Linked DNA regions of Drosophila melanogaster: region 1 is linked to region 2. The links are chromatin contacts, called in public HiChIP or PLAC-seq maps. All regions are on one chromosome and are shown on one strand. Each heading gives the region's core, a stretch centred on a gene start, on an enhancer-like site or on the middle of the called end of the contact. The rest is flanking DNA. Distances are from core to core; before and after follow the strand shown. Region 1 holds the start of CG11050. Region 2 holds the start of CG9175.

Region 1 (3,915 bases), core at 1,043-3,542, 510 kb after region 2:
AATTATTTCTCATTGGTTGCATTGAAAACTTGCTGACAAGTCGTTTGTTATATTGACTACGATTAATCATTGGATTTTATAGAGTGATTTCTGTTGCCAAATGTTCATATCACAGTAATGAAAATCATTTCTACCATTTTAAGCAAGTTATAGTTTACCATCATAGACATGATATGCTGACTGAATCAGAAGTAGAAGAACATTCAATTTAAATCTACTTTTTTCACAGCGCTTATCGAGTTAAGTGCAGTGCTGGCCGATGCATAATTCAATTAGCATATGGAAGCAAGCGGAACACTGCCTGCAGGCACTTCCTGTGTCCAACATGACGTATGCGCAATCCGGCACAAAAGATGGACTTGGGACTGGGACTGTGCGAACCGGTGCTGCTGCTGTTTCGTTATGAATTACATTTCAATATGCTTCAGCGTGTTCATCATTTATTAAGCCAGCTGGGCAGGCGAATGCCTGGTTGCGAAATGCCAATCGAGGAGCAGAGGATCCTTGAGCTCGTCCTGGGACTTTTGGCTGCCGACAGGAAACTGAAATGCTACCGAGTGCTTAGCTCCGTTTGCAATTTCCGTTTTGTCACATTTGTCTAAGTGAATGGAAATTTATGCAGCTGCTCCGGGCAAATTATGCTGCCTGGTTGCTGGTTGCTGGTTGGGTTAATGCTTTATTCACGGTCCAGCGCTTAATGAAAGAGTCATTACACTCATTCATTCATTCAATCGCTGATTCATTCATGAGCAGACGAGAGCGCGTGTCCTTTGTTTTCCACTTCCCATCGATTCCTGCCTCGGCAGCTCCTTGTTGTTGTCGTTAATTAATTGATTTCCATTGATGCCGGGGTAGCATTAATCATACGCCGCGTTGGCCCATCGACCGTGGCAGACTATTGTTATTCCTTCCTTAGTGCCTGTCCTCCAACTTCTTCTTATTCGCAATTTTTCCTGTCATTCGGCGCAGGCTTTCAATTTCCCTGCAGGAATGCAGTTTTCTGTCAAAGTTTTTCATTAGCGCTTCACTTGCCAGTTACGCAGCAAAATAAGGAAATGGATGAAAAGTTGCATCTGCTGAAATTGAAAAATTTTTGGTATGCCCCTCAAAGAGATTCAGCTGCGCCGGAAGATAATCAAGTCCTTGGGACATTGCAAAAATAAGTTGATGTTGCAAAATCATGCATATCTATATCAGTAAATATATAAAGGATATATATATTCAAACTTCTATCTTTTTTGTTGACTGAGTGCTACAACTTTTCCTAATGCCATTGTAAAAGATTTTAAATTGATGATGGGTAAAATTGTGCAGCAATTTATTCGAATCAATTATGAAATTTGCGCAAAAGATTACACCAATTTAATTGCATACCGCCGATAAAATAAATGTTAATACATTTTCCATTGAGGATTTCCACAAACGCAGTTACAAAAAAAAATACAAATAAGCCTGCACTTTGACTGCTAGTTGACCCATAAATAAATCATTTCCGCAAGCAAAGCGCTGTTGCATAATAGATGCAACGGATTTATGTGCGGTAATGTTGTCTAAAATATGCATAAGTCGTAACCGTCGATTTAAATTTATTCATAATCCGCATCGCCCAACCGGAAGCCGTCCAAATTATCGCCCAGTCCCCCAAAAACGCGACTGCCAACGTGACAGTTGGCTGGAATCAATTAAATTGGCTTGTGGTCGCACTGCCCTCCAGATCCATTGGATCCATTTTGGGCTTAGTGGTTGACGTTTTGACAGTTTTAGTCTAACTCATTCCGCGCTTAACTGCCTTAGAAGCGACTTATTTGGCGACCTATTTCTGTCAGAAAGCGATTGCAATATAATCTGGAAAGTAAATAATTATAACAAAGTAGCTACACAAGAAAGCGGTTTAATACAGAGCTTGAATCATGAAATATTAATAAAAAACAGATACACAGTGGGTATTGCTTGGGTTAAATCTCTTAAGTATTTCGAAGGATATTTAATCCTTCAAGCTATATGTTGCTGATGCGAAATCTTTGCGAATTCAATAAATCATCACAAATGTTACTTCTTTTTAATGATTTAAGCCATAACCATTTTTGCCCTTTAACCCTTTAACTTTACTTATTTTACTCACTCCTCCTTTTTGTTGCAGTGTTAAATGCAGGGCGCTGCCAGACTGCCAGAAAATGTTTTCATCCAAGTTTATCACCAATACAGTAAGGCTCGGAGTGAAACCACGAATTTCGGTTTACCCAGCCCTGATGACTCAAGCAAGCAGCTGACCGCCGCTGCTCGATGGCATTTTGCCGTGACCTGGTCACACCGACGCCAACAGCTGCTCGCGGTCAGAATAACGAAAAGTGTAACCGAAAAAAGACAATTGTGCAATTGCTGCGAAAAGCCAACACAATTGAATAAAAGAGCGCGCAACATTGTTTATTTGCCCGTCGGCGGGCGAGAGATCGAGTGGATTGGTGTATTAAATTAAAAATATTCATCGCAGCACGATGCACAGCGCTTGGTGATGCAGAATGCAGATTGTTGAGCTGTTGCATAAATTCCGTTAGTAATTCTAACTATTTCGTTTTGTTGTTGTAGTTGTGCGCGTGTGCGATGTGTGTGTGTGTGGGTGTGCGATGGTATCTAATTACAAGCGCTGTGGCCGCGGCGGTCGCGTTGCCGAATCAAAAGAAAGCATTTCAGTTTCTCATCGGCGGGCGCAGCTCATAGTCGTCAACATTGCAACGAACTAACGGTGCTTACGTGCCACACGACGCACACAACGTACCGCCACGAATTCCCCCTCCCCGCGATCGAACGCCTTCACCTTGAGCTGCCTGTCAATTCTCGGCATCGCTTCCTATTTATTCGCTGCCCCTGTTCTAACGGAACTTCTTGCACCCAGGTAGCCGAACTACACACACACACACACACACGTGCATCAGAGAAACAGCTGCGGCGGTAAAATAGTGCGCAAAATTTGAAGTCGATTGTGTGTTTCAGCCATTTCCATTCCATAGGCACATACATAGGTGCAAACAAACTTTAATTTCAAACGGTTCCATTCATGTATAAATTATTTAATTATTTCACTTTAGTTTTGTATATCATAATTTACTGCAAACTAAGATTTAAAACTCTTGTGATTGCTTGGAATTCCTGTTAAATCCTTTGTAATATTTTAGTGTTATTGTTTTGAACCGAACTGTACCAACATACATATAAACATACATTTTCATGTTTATGTTTATATGAGAGACTGGGAAGAAAAGTGCCGACAGCTGATAAGAAACTAATTATTTTTGCCCATCGATTGCACTTTGGACGACCTATAAAATTTAAAAAGCAATATCATTTTCGACATTGTGTTTTGCAATAAATAAATAATTTTTAATTGCCTCAGTTCGTTTTGTGTTTTTGCGAAAAGTGACTGGTTGTGTGCATAATATACATTGCATCAGCCTATTGAAGTGGAAATATCATTAAAGTATTAATACTTTAAATTTTTAAAAATATATTACTTGTCTCGCATTTTTTGTTGTTAATTAGTGTGAAATTACAGATCAAGTGCTTTCAATTCGTTTTTAAGTAGATTTTAATTATGCCTAAATATGCATATTTCCATAAATCAACAGAAACGTAGATAACAGTTTATCCCATGACACTTTATTTCTCATTTTCTCAGTCAAATTAATCGCATGCAATAAAACTGTTCCGAATTGTTGCTCATGACAACAACACTTACGATTATGTATTTCCCTCCCTTTCTCACCTACAGACGCCACTTGCACATCACGTGTTTGACTCAGGCTACAAATTTGTGGCCCACGATCTGAATTTGATCTCATCTGTGGTCGCGATGTTCTCACTACAACTACAGCAGTTGCTCCGAGCGACAGCAAGCGGCGTGACGTCGGGAGCCACAAA
Region 2 (3,916 bases), core at 668-3,167:
GGGGTGGGACGACGCTGGGAGTGCTGGGGGGGGGAGGAGTTGTGGCTTATTGCAGAAAACTAAACCCTGTTTACAAACTAATAATGCAAATCGAATAACTCTCTTCTGGCCATTGAGCATCAGATGCCAATGTAGGAGCACAGCACGAACACGGCGAAAATCATGACAATCAGAAAGACGATGGCAATCCAGGCGGGGATTGTACCTAAAAAGAAGTTGGCAGTGAGATAATTTCCAATTTTACACCAATTTTATTGCTTACGTCTTTGGGACAGACTGTGGATGCAGACTTTGTTGTCCACCGAAATGGACAGAACGGCTGCCTCCGTGTCGCTGGAAATGGGCGGTCCCTCCTCGTTGGTAATAGGCAGGAACTGGAGGCCAGTTACGAACATGGAGTGTGCATGGGGAATGTGGAGCACGCGCTGCAAAACGTAAGCAAAGAATTGGAGTTAAGACTATTAACGTACACTTTGATTAGTTGCCTCTGCTCACCTGCAGACTGAATGCAATGTACATGGATACGCTGCCTGAGAACATCGTGCCGACGGCCACGAATCGACCATCATCCCGCACTGCCAGTGACGAGAGGCTTTCGTCAATGGCCACAGCCTGACGCAGTTGCCCGCTGGCACAGTCCCAGTGCTGCAGGAAGCCACGCTGCTTTCCCACCTTGCCCAGCGGATTGGCAATGGTAAAGAGGCGGTAGTTATCCTTTTGCGCCTCCACGGTTCCGTAGCGGCACCGTTTGAACAGGTACTTGGCCCCCTCGGGCGTTTTCCACTGCAGCTTGTGTTGCAGCTGGCCGCTGGCCAGGTCCCACACCAAGCCCTGTGCATCCTTGGAGATGCTGGCAATTAGCTTGCTGTCGGGACTGAAGTCCAGGTCATCGATCTCCTTGCTGTGTGCCGCCAGCTCGGCGGCCAGCGTCATCTGGGGGAACGTCCAGACGCGCAGTTTTCCGTCCGTGCCGCCAGTGGCCATCAGACGGCCATTACCGCTGATGCGCACCACGCGCTGCAGGGGCTCGGCGCCCTTGAGGAAGTCCGTCTGGATCACATCCGCCGCCTGGATGTCGAAATGCAGTCGCCGAAACTGACGCAATATGTCGGCGGTGGAAAGGGGTGGCCTGTGCCCGTTGGCCACTGGCTCCACGCCCGAGTGTGCGTTTCGCTGGCGCACGTTGCCGTTCTCGTGCGGCCGTTCCTCCGGAGCAGGCTTGCCGTCCCCGACGCCCACACCGTTTCCATTCCCATCCTCTTCGGATTGAACGCGCGGCTGGACGTAGTACATCTGACAGTGCGCCTCCTGGCCGGCGCACAGATAGCCCCTCCGGCCGCCATTGCGCACCGCGAAGTTCATCACCACATTGGCGCCGGTCTCATGGCGCAAAACCTCCTCCGCGCAGAAGTGGCTGCCGTTGTGGTACAGCTCATAGATCTCCTGGAAAGATCAATCGTCGATTAGAAACATCACAAGAATGCGGCGGAGCGAGCTGAGTTCATACAAAGCCGTTCGCCACTCCCGTTTTGCTGGAGCCACCGCCTCCGGCTACCAGAATGTGGCGGCTGGTTAGCATGTCCACGGCGTACAGCGGGAAGTTCACGCGGGCCAGCAGGCCGTCGCTGGGACGGCGGGTGTGGGCCATTATCAATAATATATCACAATCGACCGGACGCTGGGGGCGGAGGGATTGGGGCTGAGTGATTGACTCGAGTTTATCAGCTCTGGCCGCGGGGCAGGCACATCTAATTGGGTCTACCGCTGGCACACTCCGGCTGTTAACTGACTGGGAATTGTGGGTCGATTCAGTGGACGTTAATCATGGGAACTATTTTCTTATTGTGTTTTGGACTGAGAAAGTTGTCTTAAAAATCCACGTACACTGAATAGCGGTGGCAGGGCGAGGTATCGATACATCGATAGGCAGATTGGTGATTGGTGCCATAGCAGTCAGCTGTCTTCAGCTGATGAACAGGGCTGCCAGACTGGTGACGTGAGCAAACAGCTGATGGGCTGCAATGTTAACAGCTGGAAATATCAAAATATTCACAGCTGTTCTCTAATCGATAGGTAACTTTAAAAATTATCGCAATAAGCTTAATGTTTTTAAGTACATAATTGTTAACCATTTTTATATACATAAGAATTCAAGTATATTGCGATATTTATTTTGCAACGCGTATATTGCACCCAGTACGCTGCATAACGTGGCTTGTCTTCTTTACCTTGTACCTTAAGGTACAATATACCATGTACCCTGTTTGAAATGTTCAATGATCCACCTCATAACCAGTACCTACTGGTACCTACCTTTAAGAACGAGATAGGCTTAATTGTACTTGTAATAAAATTTTATTAAAAAGAAAGTAGACAAATTTCTCCCCTGCAACAACTTGAAAAAGGAATTCTTTTTTCCAAGTGAAATAAGAAATTATAATATTTCAGGATTGTCATTAATGCGGTGGAGCTCAGCAGTGGTCTTCCTGGTTCTTTGTTGTGACAAAATGACCTTCAATCGCTGGTGGGCGGCACAAAGGGGACTCCGAAGTCATATTTATATACTCCTTTACGTGGGAGTTATTTATGTATGTACATATATCAGACAAAGGTGTGAAACGTGTTGAACGAGTTATTGTTCAAATCTGCAGCATCTTAAATTCTCTATTAGGTGTTTCTTATTGCTATTTTCTGACTTTTGTCAACTCTGCGTTGATAACTTTATCAGATTTCAATTAAATTTCTCATCAATTTTGCCATAGATCGTATAGGCTGTATTTAAATTTAAATGGGCGTTAAAGTGAAAACTGTCTACTGTCTACGCACCTAAACTAGTTTTGTTATAATTATTTTCATAGTGCGTGAACAAGTTTTTCCGGCACTTTGATCAAATTTCACTTTTATCGAAGTCAAGGTGGCTTAAGTGATATGTCAATATTGTTAACCTGATTCAAGTGGATGTACGTATGTATGTATATTATTTATAATTATTAAATGAATAAAAAGCTTCAAAAAGGAAGACATAATCAAGTTCGTTGTCCTTGTGTTTCTTTTGAAGTGTCACAACACTCATTCGTATTTATTTGAAAAGTTTAGGATCTTACTTTTGGGATTCAACAGACTTTTTTGGGCGTACATAATAAATTCAAAATTGTCATTTGAATTATAACCGACAAAAGAAAACAAACAAAAGACGCACTGGCGCCATCTCTTTTCCACTCGCACAGCTTCCAGGTCAGCAACAACAACAAAGCCCAGCTGGTGCTCACCGATCGCGACGCCGCGTCGCTGCTTTCGTTTTCTTCTCTGCTTTCTGTTTCTTCCTTGCTCATTCGCTTAATTTTCGCCGACGCGATCACAACTGTAAAAAACAACTGCCGAAGTTCTCGCACCGTATTTTAACTGTTAACAATTCAAAAGTGTCCAGTGTGTCTATCGTTATTTGAATGCTATTATTAACTGTACATGTGCTAACTTATTTCATTGGAAAGCAATCTACAGGTGAGTGGCCTCTGAACCTCGAGTGCAATCTGGTTTGATCCAGTGCAAGATCCCTTTTTTCGCCACTGCGCAATTGCACCAACAGCAACTTGCGCAGAGCTCTTTTGTTGCTTTTCCCTCGCGCTTTGTACCTCTTCTTTTTCCCGTAACAAAGTGCAGATCAGTGTGTATGTACGCATTATATGAACTTTGTGTGGTGGTACATTGTACATATGATACACACATAAAGTATGTACTTGAATGTAATTTGAATGCCCTAACGGAGTTGAAAGTGCTGTCAGCGACTATCTAAATTTCTTTAATATGCATATCTATACTCACCTCAACGTACATGAATATTTAGGTATTTAACGCTTTAGTTGCGGCGAACTTAAAGACATACATACATGTTTATGTGTGTGTGTAGTTTCAATGA

What was found. HiChIP or PLAC-seq counts read pairs in DNA pulled down with a chosen protein or histone mark.
Region 1: an H3K27ac HiChIP or PLAC-seq map of the Kc167 cell line shows a contact between it and region 2, with 3 times the contacts expected there. The contact joins the promoter of CG11050 here to the promoter of CG9175 in region 2. A contact is called at or near these places in 1 of 107 Hi-C or Micro-C datasets (the Kc167 cell line) and 1 of 6 datasets of contacts at active chromatin or transcription factors (the Kc167 cell line).

The regions. Positions count from the first base shown.
Region 1 is chr2L:6,608,719-6,612,633 of dm6, forward strand. CG11050 reads left to right here and starts at 2,293. Exons shown (of 5, transcript NM_135208.6): 1 at 2,293-2,550; 2 at 3,767-3,915. The coding sequence starts at 3,848.
Region 2 is chr2L:6,097,049-6,100,964 of dm6, forward strand. It overlaps CG9175, which reads right to left and starts at 1,918. Exons shown (of 5, transcript NM_164681.3): 1 at 1,885-1,918; 2 at 1,508-1,789; 3 at 496-1,443; 4 at 263-425; 5 at 1-205. The coding sequence starts at 1,648. The coding sequence ends at 120. stai (stathmin) reads left to right here and starts at 3,329. Exons shown (of 7, transcript NM_164682.3): 1 at 3,329-3,501.